Regions from separate parts of the Callithrix jacchus genome. Here region 1 is linked to region 2. The links are chromatin contacts, called in public Hi-C maps. All regions are on one chromosome and are shown on one strand. Each heading gives the region's core, a stretch centred on a gene start, on an enhancer-like site or on the middle of the called end of the contact. The rest is flanking DNA. Distances are from core to core; before and after follow the strand shown.

The links. Hi-C and Micro-C count contacts between places; a contact is called where the count stands out from the background.
Region 1: a Hi-C map of skeletal muscle shows a contact between it and region 2, with 4 times the contacts expected there. The contact joins two enhancer-like sites. A contact is called at or near these places in 2 of 3 Hi-C or Micro-C datasets (both in skeletal muscle).

What each region holds. Positions count from the first base shown.
Region 1 is chr10:30,702,687-30,710,041 of calJac240_pri, forward strand. It overlaps SNX19 (sorting nexin 19), which reads right to left. Exons shown (of 10, transcript XM_054241741.2): 8 at 6,995-7,124. Among named protein-coding and RNA genes, the nearest start is that of SNX19, 15 kb to the right of the region's middle. Within about 2 kb of position 1,890, at least 6 of the 16 cell types and tissues checked have an H3K27ac peak or open chromatin away from gene starts, as enhancers often do. A contact at or near this core is called in skeletal muscle, where this site is marked.
Region 2 is chr10:30,028,457-30,035,383 of calJac240_pri, forward strand. No RefSeq gene overlaps it. Among named protein-coding and RNA genes, the nearest start is that of ST14, 61 kb to the left of the region's middle. Within about 2 kb of position 4,760, at least 2 of the 16 cell types and tissues checked have an H3K27ac peak or open chromatin away from gene starts, as enhancers often do. A contact at or near this core is called in skeletal muscle, where this site is marked.

The DNA.
Region 1 (7,355 bases), core at 640-3,139, 670 kb after region 2:
CTGGAAGAAAAAGTTACATAGCAAAGGAAAAAACTGTAATCTATGCTTCCTGAGAAACTCTCGAGTCTTAACTTTGATAACGTTTTCCTGATTGTGAAGAGGATGTAAATAGAGATACCTAAGAGACAATCCTTGGTTCAGAAGTGCTTTAAAATAATTTATATGCTACCATTAGACGCATGTGTCCCTAAGACCAGCCAGATGGAAAACAAGAGGCTAGATGGGAATAAGGCAAGGGAATTTTCAGGTGAACCCAATTCTAGCGGCCATTGCTTTGCAGGAAAGCTTTCACGGAGGGGAGGCAGTGCAGGGCAGTGGGAAATGTATGACCTCTGAGGCCAGGATGACTCAAGTGGAATCTTAAGGTGTGGTTGTTAGTACTTTCATGATTGTGGAATGCTATTTTATCTGAAAATAATTTTTGTCACTTATAAAACGTAGAAATATGTGTCTGTCTCACAGAATTGATCATTAATACAAAGAGTACATAGCTGCTTCCTTGGTATCATTAACAATAAATATCGGTTCCTTTCCCACTGCAATTATTTGTGTCCTTCTGGTGGCAGACCTGGAGATTCTCTTAAGAAATAACCAATGTCACAAAGACCTCTTATCTACCTGCTATTTAGACATGCCCACCAAGAAGCAGGCCCTTGAAGTAGAGTTCCACTCAGCACTTTTGATTCTGGGATGTTCTAAGAGAATAGTGGAAGCAAGAGGGTTCATGGTCAACCTTTTCCAACTGTCCTGAGGGGAGATGAACATCATGCCTTGCAGCACAGCATTCTCCAGTGCCCCCAGACTCTGCCACTACTCTCCTGACCTTTCCTAGGAGATGGTTTACAGGGAGACATCTTTTCTAAGAAAATGATTCCAAGGTCTGGTGTAAGGTCCGGAACTTGCCGTCAATTTTCTCCTGGGTCCCCTGCTTGTTGGACTCCTTAAACTGTACATCCTTTCTTTTCTTCTTCCTCTCTGTATGCTTCCTAACTTTACATGCTTTATACTCTTCTCTGCCAGAAACTTTCCCCCCCTGCTTTCTGCCAAGCCATTCCATTCCTACATACCCCTAACACTCATACGTACACACACACACACACACACACACACACACACACTCTCTCTCTCTCATACACACACACACACACACACACACACACACACACACACACACACACACATTCTCTCTCTCCCCCCCGCCCCGCTTTAACTGAGAAATCCTGACACAGATGCCAGGAATGTGTCTGCTGCCCTTTTCACACAGGTCTGATGCCATCATCGGGGGCATGGGGAGGGCAGTGCTGCAGACGTGGCATTCACGTATTCTGTTGCTGGCCTGGTTCCTATTTTTGTTGTGGCATTGCTCTGAGTGTCCAGGCTGGGCGCTGGTCCAGCTTCTTCTCATTCCTTCATTCTCCATCAGAGATCCATACCAATCCTACCCCTTACCTTGGCTGGATCTTCCTGCCCCAAACCTCCTACTATCAATGGAGCACAGTGTATGTCTCCTCTTTCCCTCCAACCCGGTCTAGTTCCGAGTACTTGCCCAATTTGCTAAAACTGATTCTGATGTACGCAGAGATATTTTCAAGTTTCTTCTGTTTTCGGACATGAGCAGAGTTTGCACAAGCCGGATTCGCTCCTTGGCTCAGACTGCTATCTGCTCTCCCCTTCCCCTCCCTTGGTCTCTCATTCCAAATAAGGAGTGCTTCTTGTTACATAATTGGATGTTCCCAGCACAGAAGCTGACACATGAGGTTAAGTGCACATGCATGCAAGACTTCCCTTTGACTTAACAATGCCTTTTTTGGGCATCTAACTTCTCTTCAGCTCCCCTCCCCACTTCTTTCCACATCATCAACAATCAAGGGAGATTTATAAGCCTGGCTCAGATCAGAGCTCTTCCAACTTTGGCTCAGAAGGAGAGGTTATGAGGTCGAACTTACTCCGTTTTTTTGTTTTTTCCTTTGCAGGATAGAGTGTGTTTATAATTTGACAGAAGTCTGTAGTGTCTAAGGAGGTAATGCATTTAGGTCTTTTAAAGGTGCAAGGAGGGTATACAAATTTGGAAGCAGAAGAAATAAACTTGCTGCTTGGAGATAATAATACTGGAGGTTAGAAAATGAGGACATTTTAAGGAAGAGATGCACACAAATCTGGTGACTACAGCATCCCTCATGCTCAAACTGCAGTGTGTTCCAGACAACTAGAGAAGTGGCAGTACCAGCTTTAGCACCAACACTAAACTACCCGGCTCTTTTAAGCACAGAACTTAAAGGAAGAGAACCCAAGGACCCTGCAAATGCATATGGCTCAGCTACCTGTGTTTTCAGGGAGGGCAAACATGTAGCCTCCTAGGCAGCAGTCGTGGGGATGGGAGACAGCAGGACCTCACATCACGCCTCTTGCGGGAGACGCAGCGGGGACAGTGGAGAGGTGCTGCAGCTCTGGAGATGTCAAGTTTCCAGCATAGCAAATAAAGCTGAAGTGTGTAACAATGCACAAATCACTTTTTAACATAAAAAACTGCAACTGTCACGGGGACAGTAACATGGGCCACCTCTAGATTACAGCAGTGCCCTTATGTTAGACACAAGTGTGTAGATACGAAGATGAAGTTTAGATTCTACAAATTGCTTGATTATCTCCAGTACTTGGAGACAAAGATTTTGGGGTTGGTTTTTATCCAGCTGAATTACAGGGCAAAGATCTGATCCTGAAATTTAGACAATCAACACAACTATAAATCAGAAAAACCTGGGTTCAACTTCGGCTTGTGATATTTATTAACTCTATGATTTTGATTAGATAACCCACATTCTTTGTAAGCCTTAGTTTCCTCATCTTTAAAATGAGGGTCATAATACCGCTTTCACAGGACTTTTGGAGGAATTAAATGATATTAGCTTGTTGCAAAAATAATTCAGGCTTTTTAACAGCATGTGCATGGTAGTGTTCAGTACGGTATTTGCACTAAGTAAACGCTCAATAAACATTTGCTGGGCAGTAAATATGCTCACGCTGAGGAGATTATCAATGTTTACACTCTGAATGCTAAAATAAGTTCCATATCTCTCATGCACAGGGGGCTTGCAGGTATGAGACCATGGGCCACAGGTGCCAGATCTCTGGAACCTCTGGAGGAAGAACTGGTTCTTTATTTAGATACCACGACTTCTAGCTTCCTATTGTAAGGAGGCTTCAGGAACACTGAAACCAGCTTTAAGGTACTTGAGAAAAAGGCCAAAAATGTCATTAAAAAGATGGGAAAAATGACTGGTAGGGATACATGAATGGCCTTAAACAGAGAAGTATGAGATTCTTCATTTGATTCTAGTCTGTGGAAGTTTGCACTGAGAAGACTGCTAAACCAGATGTAGTTTTAATACAAAACAAAATATGCTACGGGTAAAGTTGGATTAGATATAAGTAAGAACTTGCTGACAGGAAGGGATATGAGATAACTGAACATGTATGAAACATTCACCTGGAAATATGAAGGATGAACAAAGATTAAAGACCACAGTTACAAGTTTTTCAAAAGTAACTAGCCACAAAATTCTATTCTCACACAATATTCACAGTGGCTTCATTCAAATTCACCAAACATTTTCAGAATTTTCTCACTTTTCCCATCATAATAGTGATGCCTTTTCACAAAATAGAACAAAACAAAACAAAAAAACAACAAAAACTCAGAATGTGAAAAGAATAGAACGTCAAAGGAAATTCAATTGTGAGCCCCTCATGGCATGAGCTATATTGGGGTTTGCTAAGTCTTCATTCACCAGACTTTACCCAGCCAACTGGAGTTGGGTGTAGTCAGGGAACGTCAGGGATAGGAATGGAAAGGTGAGGAAAATGCCTGGGCAACACAGCGAGACCCCAACTTAATCAAAAAATTAAAAAAATTAGCTAAGCCTGCAGTCCTAGCTACCTGGGAGGCTGAGGTGGGAGGATGGCTTGAGCCCAGGAGATTACAGGGAGCCATGACTGCAGCACCTCTACACTCCAGCCTGGGCGACAGAACAAGATCCCATCTCATTGATATTTCACATTTTGACATTTTATGCTCCATATGCGAAAAATAAATGATAAAGAAATCTCACAGCCTCTGCTCTGACCTCTAAAATGACCCCTGTCTTCGCCATGTCTACCATACACCAGGAGCTTGCTTCCTTTGCATTTAACTTTTCTGTCTTAGCTCTCCCAGGACCTTGAATGCATGAAATACCCCTTCTGCGATCATTCTCTAACTCTCAGAACATGTCTTCCTTTATCTGGTCTAGCCCAAACCCTTGAATATTCAGAGTTATTCAAACTTCAGGTAAACTTTTTCCTACCCCTTTTATATAAGGATCTCAATCTTTTTTGAATTTATCCTAACTCGTCTATACTTTTATGCTCATACTGAATAATTTCTTGTGTTCTGAAGCCAACTTGTCATGTAAATGACTTCAAGGGGAAGAGGTCATTAATGATCACAGACTAGCTAGTTTTTGGATCTTCTCATATTTTTTTTAAAACCACTTAGAAGATCAGCAAAGGGAAGCCCAAAAGAAGAAGGAAAATGAAGGCCTAATTAGTGACATCCAGAGGTGACAGAATAAAACTGAAGAGACTATACTTTCAAGTGTAAAGGTACTGGGAAGGGAAATGTTTATTTCTTTAGTAAATATTTAATGAGTAGCTACTATGTCCAAGCCCTGTATAAACTGCTGGGGACACAAAGCTAGTTTTGGTCCTTAAAGAACTCATAGTCTACACAGAGTTTCTCAAGCTTGGTAATACTGGTATTTTGGGAGGGTAATTCATGTTTGGCATGGGGACTGTCCTGTGTAGCTACAGGATGTTTAGCAGCATCCCTGGCCTGCACCCACTAGATGCCAGTAGGCATCCCATATCCCATTCCCAGTTGTGATAACCAAAAATATCTCCAGATAATGCCAAATGTCACCTGGGGGACAAAGTGTGCCTTGGTTGACAACCACTAGTTTAGGGAAAGCAGATCATTTATATAACACACTGTGGTAAGTATTATTATTAAAACTTTGACAGTTAGAGGACTCCTTAATTCTGGGGGAAAGAGAGTAGATGCTATAGAAGGTTTCATAGGATAAATGACATGTTATGCCCAGTATATGAAAACTGTTTGGCAGTAGGCCAAGCAGACAAGAAGAGGGAAGGTTAGGGACACAGGGAAGGAGTACAGAAGAGTAAGTAGAGAAGGACCATTTGAAAGCAGATACAGGAAGATGAGCAAAGGCCTGGGAGTAAAAGACCACAGAATATTCAGGCAATGATGGCTACTTTACATGGAGGAAAATAGAAAATAAGATTGAGACTAGATCATGCCAGGTAAGAAATTTTTTAATATAAAGAAATCAATGTATATTTTAAACAGAATGGAGCCCTTTTTCAAACAAAGCCTTACCTAGATCCCCAGTACATTAAACTGATCTAAGTGGAACCTCTTCGGTTGGGTCATGGTCCACTCAGTTTTTCCTTAGCTTCTAAGTTGGCTTCAGAAGCACTTCTGCGGTACCCTAGAACTCTAGGACACATACTGGAAAAACCACTTTTGTAGGCAATAGGAGGCCACTGAAAGATTTTAAGTGAAGAATATATGTTCAGATTTGCTTTTCAGACAAAAGCACTCTAGTGGCAGAACTGAATATTGAGTAGGAGGAACAAGGAGAAAAGCCTAAAGGTACAAAGACCAGTCAGCATTTTATATGTAGGATTCACTTGGAGATCAGTCTTAAGGCTACAAGATACATGAAGAAGCACGTTGGCTTTGAAGTTGTACAAATCTGGCTTAAAATTCTAAGTGTGCTACTAATGATGAACTTGGGCATGTTAGTTGACTTTGCCAAGCTCTATTTTCTTATTCTGTAAAATGGGGCTACCTACCTCACTTGATCACAATAAAAAAATACACGTAAATGGAGATTGGGTGCTGGCATAGATAGCACTTAGCAAATATAGATGTGCATCATCTTCCTTCACTTGGTCTCTTTGTGATTCGAGTTTATTATACCTCCTTGATCCTATGTAACTTAGAAAAGGGAGATTTAATTGCTTGTTGTTAATAACTTTTCTACTTGGTAATGAATAGATACATAATTATTTTTTAAAAGACTGTATTTTTTGAGCCACCTGTTAGCATGGGCCACATGCTAAGACAAGGTCAGCATCTGGCTTCTTCTTACTTTGGGATGTGCCAGCATGTCTCATAAGAGGGAGTTCAAAACAAGAGCAGCCAAAACCCAAGCACTACATGTGTCTGCCTGGCTCAGAGAGAGTGTTTCTGGCCTGCTTCAGGTTAGCAAAGCTTACATCAGTTCCACAGTTAGAAAGTCAGCAGCTAAAAACTCCACCTGTGTACAGATCTTTCAGGAGATCAAATGGTGTGAGGATTACAAAGCCTGGATTAGAAAAGCCAACTTGCAAATCCAAATTTCCCTCTATTCTTTACCATCCTGTGCCAGTAAGTTCCTCAGCTATGAATATTTATGTCCCTGTCAGAGAAAACAATCTTTATTTTAAGAGTACTGATCTGTTTTCTCCTTTTCCTGCACATTGTTTATCATCACAGTGATGACATAATGTCAGCTGAGACAAATGTCCACCATACCCAAGTGAAAGGTGCAGTGTGGCTGGAGGATATAACTGGGTGGAGAATGGAGAGGAGGAAGAGCTCAGCTAAGCATTTTAGGATCACAGGCAGTGTCTGCATTTCAGTGCATTATGCCAGAAGTCTTACAGAAACAGATACTTTCAAATTGTCTACAACAAGGTAGTCAATAAAAGCTTTCTGATAATCTCAAGGCATTTTTCATCCCTATAACCCCTGTAACAAAGAATTTATATTCTCTTATGGCTGCAGATTCCCTGGACACTACATTTACTCTTTCTAGGGCAGAATTCAGCACTGCATTCACCTCCTCAGCAATTTGAGATTCTGATGTGAGGGAGAATTCAGCAATCTTACCTTTGAACTAGGGTCCCAAAGATAAGACGAAGAAACTTCTGCATGTTTTCGGTACACAGCCATTTCCACTGTTCTGTTAGTAGCAAGAGAAGCAAATCCAGGGCTGTGTCAGCTAACTCTGTCTCTGTTCCTAAGGAACAAAACAGCATCAAGAATAACTCAGAAGAGACCTATACTTGAGGAGCATCTTTCAATGTACTGGGTGACACCTGTGTCTCTCTACCTTCATGCCAATCATCTGGTATTTTTGCAATCCCTCTATACTCAAATGAAGAGATGTTTAACTCATATCTAGCAGGTTCAGTGATAGGCTCAGCATTTCTTTGCAATTTTTATTTATGTTCCTGATACTGTCACCTAA
Region 2 (6,927 bases), core at 3,510-6,009:
AACTTCCCACACCTAGAGGTGGCCTCTCGAGATGCCAGGTGGGGAGAACCAGGGACAAAGCCTACACTCCGAGGTTCCGGAGCTTGGGCGCCGCGTGCTGCGTGGGTGGCAGCTGGCTCCCCTGGAGACAGGGGGCTGCCGGGCAGAGCCGAGCTGCTCAGTGGTTTCCCTGCTCTTGGCTCTTTCTGCTCATCCCTCTGCCCCACTCCATACCTAGGCTTTCTGCTGGGAGAGGAACTGGAAAGTCCACTGATGCACAAAAGAGCTGGGGCAAGCCAATGACTGTCAGTGGAAGGACCCAGGCAGAGAGACAATCAGCAAATTGGAAAAATTCTTTCCACACCTGAGGCCTGTCAACAGAGGCCAGTCAGGGCTGGCTGCAAAGACAGGCTCCACTGGGAGCACAGCGACTTCGCTCCGTGTGGAAGGGCTCTTGTTCCAATGTGCTTCAGGGGTGGAGGCTCAGGGCCCTATGACCAATCCCATCAGGGTCTGGGAGAAGTTCTGGGAGTGGGCACTTGAGTGAGCATGACTGGCGGTTACAGAGCATTCTGATGACATGGAAAGGACTAGGGGTCCAAAGGTTCTCTCTTACTGAACTAGGGAGGCCTCTGCCTCTCCTTCAGTTTTCCCTCCTTTCCACTGAGATGTTATATACATGTCTGTATGTCTATGTAGATATATGTGCATGTATTGGCATACTTACAAAGTGCAAAGTAAAGTTAGAACCAACTCTTCCGCCGAAACTAATCTGTGCCAGTCTGTCTCTTGAGAACACAAGGAAACCCCTGCCATGTCTGCCAGCCTGTATCTATGTAGTGGATTGGAATTTCATAGGTAAGTGTGGGGGCAGGGTTCTATGGAACCCTAGCTCTGGAGCGAAATCAAACACAAACATACTGGCACATATTGGGCACCAGTGGACGAATCAGTGCAAATGCACATTGCCCCTGTTTAAATCTCTTCCCTTACCCTGGCCTTCTGCAGGGCAGTCAAGTGCTCTTATGAAAGCCATTTGTGTTGTCAGTCAGTCCCTCTGTGGTTGGGGATCTGACATGTAGAGGACTTGCAAATGGCATTTTAAATTCCCATAGATGACAAAAATTTGGATATGGAGAATGAACTCTGCTTTTTAAAAAATTAAAGTTGACAAGTGCTGTGAGCACCTACCTGGCTGTAGCTCAGAGCCACAGGCTTTTTGGCTTGTGTTGGGGAAATAGGCTTCCTTTGACTGTCCGGGAAAGGCCATCTGCGTCCCAGGTTCACGTGATTCTCCTGCCTCAGCCTCCCGAGTAGCTGGGATTGCAGGCACTCACCACCACGCCCAGCTAATATATTTTTGTATTTATCTTGGCCAGGCTGGTCTTAAACTCCTGACCTCAGGTGATCCACCCGCCTTGGCCCCTCAAAGTGCTGGGATTGCAAGGTGTAAGCCACCGCACCTGGCCTCAGAAAAGCCATCTATTAGGCCTGGAAACAAGCCTCCTCCACTCCCAGCTCCTCTGGTGCATCACGTTTTAATCTCTCTGGCACTGCCTGTTCTATTTTGGCTTCTTCCCTCACACCAGCCGTTCCTCTGCCTGCAGCCTCTTTCCTCACTGGGCCTTTACTCAACTGTCACTTCCTCACCAGGCCACCAAGGCTTTTTCCCCACTTTTTCTCCTTAGCCCTTACTACCACCTAAACACACTGCTTATCTTTGTTGTTGATCATACCCAACCTTCACCAAGACTATAAACTCCAGGAGGGCAGGATTTCTGTTGTTCTGTTCACTGCTGTTATCTGCAATGTCTCCTGTGAGTCATTCAATGCTTACAAATGGAAATGAGGAGGAATTGCAGGCAGCAGAATTTGTACATGTCTTTGGAGCGCTCAAGCCCACCAACCTGGTTTAGTGGAAGTTACATTCTGTTGGAGAGTTAGTAACTTAATAACTAAATAACCAGCTAATGACTTAATTTGCATGACTACAACGGGGGGCGGGAATCTCTCCTTTAGCCTAATTCTGAAGCCCAACTCTTGAACTTGGTCTAATTCTTGTTTCATTTTCTCTTTGGGAAAGTTTCCTCTCGAAAAACGAACAAGAAAGGGAGGTTGCCTAAGCATTTACGGAGGCCATGTACTTGGTGTTGCTACATCGTAGAATACAGCCGCTGTTCTCTACTGCGCAGAGATGAGACCTGGACTGAAGATCAGGCCACCTCTCCCCAACTTCTGTCTCCTTCAGCCTGGATGTCACGAACAAGCACCCCTTCCTCTCCAGCCCCACTCCCATCCCCTTCTGGGTTCTTACCCAAAGTTCTACTGAAACTCAGGGGTCTTAGTTAAGTCCATATACATCCCTTTAATCTGCTTTTAATCTTTCTAGAGAGGGCTCTGCTAATGTTGTTCCTGTGCTTGAAAATGTGAGATGATTCCCACCAAATACAGCTGCTGCAGTTCTTCAGGTCTTTTCTGACCTGGTGCTGGCCTAGTTTATAAGGTTTTCTTCCACTCTTTCCCCCAGGGATCCTACAAGGCTCAGCAAGTTACACTTCTTCTGTTCCCTCAACCTGTGAGGCTGCATATTGCTTCCTGGAGTCATCTCCTTGTCCCTCACTTGTCTGTACAAATCCTACATCTCTTCTCAAGAAGACCCAGCTCAAGTGTCACCTCTGCCACGCTGCCTTCCCTCACTCCTCCAGCCAGGTCTCTCTCTTTTTCAAATTTCCAAAGTATACTTTTTGGTGTTTCTCTCATGGCAATTAGTTATTTCTATCAGTTGTACTTCTGCAATTCTTATTTCTGCTTACTTCCATAAGCTCCTTAAGGGCAGAGACTTCATTCAAACAACCTTGGGCCTGGGGAAACCCTTGGTACAAAAAACAGATATGATCACTGTCCTAGTGGAACTTAATGTAATGGGGTTTAGTCCAACTGTTTTTAAATAGTTACCATAGTAATAGAAGCGCAGGATATTATGTGAACATAATATGAAGTCCCAACGTAGTGGGGAAGGCTCTGGGAAAGCTTCCTTAAGAAAAGATACTTAAGGCCAGGCGTGGCGGTTCATGCCTGTAATCCCAGGACTTTGGGAGGCCGAGGCAGCCAGATCACTTGAGGTCAGGAGTTTGGGACTGGCCTGGCCAACATGGCGAAACCCCATCTCTACCAAAAATACACAAAATTAGCCGGGCATGGAGGCGAGCACTTGTAATCCCAGCTACTTGGGAGGCTGAGGCAGGAGAATCACTTGAACCCAGGAGATGAAAGCTGCAGTGAGCTGACACTGTGCCACTGCACTCCAGTATGGGTGACAGAGCAAGACTCCGTCCCCTCCCCCCGCAAAAAAGATACTTAATGTTGAACTTGATGGATGAGGAAACCAGGTGAAGGGGAGAAAAATGGCAGATGCCAGTGTTCTAAAGAACAGGTTGGGGAAATTCTAGCCAGGCTGATAGCAGTTGTTCTGAGGATTAAAGTTAGTATTAATTCGTAACTCATACAGCCTTCTATTTCACTTAAAAGTGAGGGCTGGATACGGTGGCTCAAGTCTGTAATCCCAGCACTTTGGGAGGCCAAGGCGGGTGGATCACCTGTCGAGTTTGAGACCAGCCTGACCAACATGGAGAAACCCTGTCTTTACTAAAAATGCAAAACTAGCTGGACGTGGTGGCACACGCCTGTAATCCCAACTACTTGGGAGGCTGAGGCAGGAGAATCGCTTGAACACGGGAGATGGAGGTTGTGATGAACCAAGATGGATTGCACCATTGCATTCCAGCCTTGGCAAGAAGAGCAAAACTCGGTCTTAAAAAAAAAAAGTAAGATGCTGAGACATTTGCTGAAGTGAGAGTTGAGGCTACTCATCAGGTGGCAGGATGAAAATAATTCTAGGTATTCTGTCCTAAAGTTCCCGGACAAGAACCGCTAAGCACTGTAATAAATTGAGCTTATGACCATTTCTTGGCAACATTTAATCATTCATTCGACAGGTTTTTGAGTTCTCTGTACCAGGTACTACAGAGGACGCACAAATAAAAGGCATACTCCCTGACCTCAAGAATTTAGTCAGGTGAGTGCGATGCCAGTGTCTTGTAGTAACAGACAAGGCTTCTGTAGTGGTCACAATACATGAGGCATGGTTCTAAGCATTTTACATGTAACTGACTCAATTCTCACAACTACCCTGAGGTAGATTTTGCAAGGCTGTGTGGCTAAGTGGTTTGGTAAAGCCAAACAAAATACGGGAGTGAGTCAACCTCAAACCCTGGGTAGGCAGAAGGGGAGAGTGAGGATTGAGGGGTGGGTCCAGGGGAGCGGGGGGGGGGGGGGGGGGGAGGGCAGGAGGCTTTACGCAGGGCAGTGGCCTGATTAGAAAGATGACTCCAGTAGCAATGCCAAGAATGGACTGGAAGGAAGCCCAGCTGAAGGGAGGGAATGGCAGCAGAGGCTGGTGCTGTTATTAGGCCAGAAACCACACAGGCTCAAATTAAGCTAGAAGCAGCAGGGATGGAGAAAATAATGGAAAATGTTAACAACAGGGATGGGAAGGATAGCCGTGCGGAGGTATTAAATAGGTAAGAGCATGTGAGAAAAAACTGACCAGTGCACATCTTTAGAAAGTGGTCAGGAGCAATTCTTTTCACACCGTAAAAGTTATAATGGCTCTTCTGTAAGGTAATTTAGATACAAACCACCTGCAGAATTCATATTTCACTCCAGCATTACCTTCCCTGAAAGGTTTCACAAACTGCCAGTGCACAAAAGAACCCCAATTTCTGTTCTTCCAGGAACTGTGCTGGGAGACAGCAGAGTCCAGGACCCCAGCCCTGTTCACAGCCTGATTTCTCAGTGGTTTTCTCCCCGTAATGGGCGAGAAGGGCACCGTCTATGTGGCTCACACATCTGTTACTACTTTTCCTGTTTATCTTACTGGGTTTCTGAAGATCAAATAGCTGAAAGTGCTAGCATTTTATGAACCATAAAACAAACTAAAAAGGATTGTTTACTAATTTTTTGAGTCATTTGCATTCAACAAAGAATTCTGTTCCTGGACAAAAGTTACCTTGTATACAGGTCCTGCTATATGTACTGTTGTTTACTTGCCAAAGAGAGCATTTCTGTCTAAGCCCCAATTTAAAATAGGCTACAGAACATTTATTTGGTGTAGTATTTTCTTGTTATGCCCTAAGGCAACTTTTTCAACAGAGGGTCTCTAGATGGCAACAATCATCAAAGGCAAGTCATTCGAGCTGGCCTTTACTGGGGGGTGTGTGTGGTACTGAGGCTAACTTTCAAGGTCCCTGGTAAACAAGACACTCACTAAGTGACTTCCAGCCAAAGGTAGCCAGAAATGTTAAGTCATGGAAAGAATTAGGCAGGTGTGGAAGATAGGGTGTGGGATGTGAGAAAGCCTTGCAAAACTATGCTAATGCCAGCTCCTCTCACTTATCTACAAAATACACATAAACATTTTAATTTTTCAGAAAAATTCAACTAAATGAATTGGAATTTAAGAAAACAAAATAGATTTCCGTTTGTTTAGGGTGTTCAAACCCTAGTTATAAATCTATTTGTTCAAGAGGACTGACTTTCTAGATTGAATATGCCTTGTCTTAGTTTTTCTATCTGTATAGAAGTTTACTCCCGGCCAGGTGCGGTGGCCCACGCCTGTAATCCCAGCACTTTGGAAGGCCGAGGTGGGTGAATCACGAGGTCAAGAGATTGAGACCATCCTGGTCAACATGGTGAAACCCCGTCTCTACTAAAAATACAGATAGTTAGCTGGGCATGGTGGTGTGTGCCTGTAATCCCAGCTACTCAGGAGGCTGAGGCAGGAGAATTGCCTGAACCCAGGAGGCGGAGGTTGCGGTGAGCTGAGATCACGCCATTGCATTCCAGCCTGGGTAACAAGAGTGAAACTCCGTCTCAAAAAAAAAAAAAGGTTACTCCCCCAAAAATAAATATATTAAATTGTGGGATTTGATGTTGTTACAAGCAAGTTCTCCCCCTTTAAACCTTTGGTATGTTTGCAGACTTTGTTAACTTTCTGTTAAGTTCTTAGAACCAAAATTCCTGTTCAAAAAAGAAAAAGCCCAGCTACTAATTTCTGCTCTATCAGTTGATACACATCTTTGGTCATTACTTTTACTATCTATCATTCTCTGAAAGGAATCTTTCTGGTACATAATTTATATGTAAGTATGCAAAGCAAACTGACAGGTTCTCACTGTCACCCAGGCTGGAGTGCAGTGGTGCAATCTCAGCTCACTGCAGTCTTGACCTTCCAGGTCCAAGCAATTCTCCCGCCTCAGCCTCCTGAGTAGCTGGGACTACAGGTGCAAGCCACTAAGCCCAGTGTGGGTTTTTTTTGTACAGATGATGTCTTCCTATGTTGTCCAGACTGGTCTTGAACTCCTGGGCTCAAGTGATCCTCCTCCTTCAGTCTTCCAAAGTGCTGGGATTACAGGTGTGAGCCACCATGGTTGGCAAGGATATATCTGTTTCCAGTTCTACATTCTGCACTTAGACGCTTCATCTGTGGCCAAGGCTACTGAAGAACCCAACATTTTCTGACCTTGAATGATTTGGTAAATTGTTAAAAATGCTCAACACATTGGAATGAAAGAGTATGCTTCTTAAAAGTTACCCTCTTCCTCTCTGAACTTAACTCTAAAATGATCCAGGTAGCTTGGGGTCAATAAAATAATTTTCTTTGCCCATTACTGCCATTCTAAAAACCAGTATTGTCAAAATCCACATCAATGAATCTAAACTTTTCCTTCCTCAGGATCTCATAGATTCATTACCTATGTTTCCCCCTACTAGGTACCTATTTTTTACTCCCTGGTGGTAAGATATCGTTGAAATGGCACCAATTGGTCTCTAGTGAATAAAATATGACTTGAGAATCAGAGCAACTTTGAAAGATGCAACCCATCCATG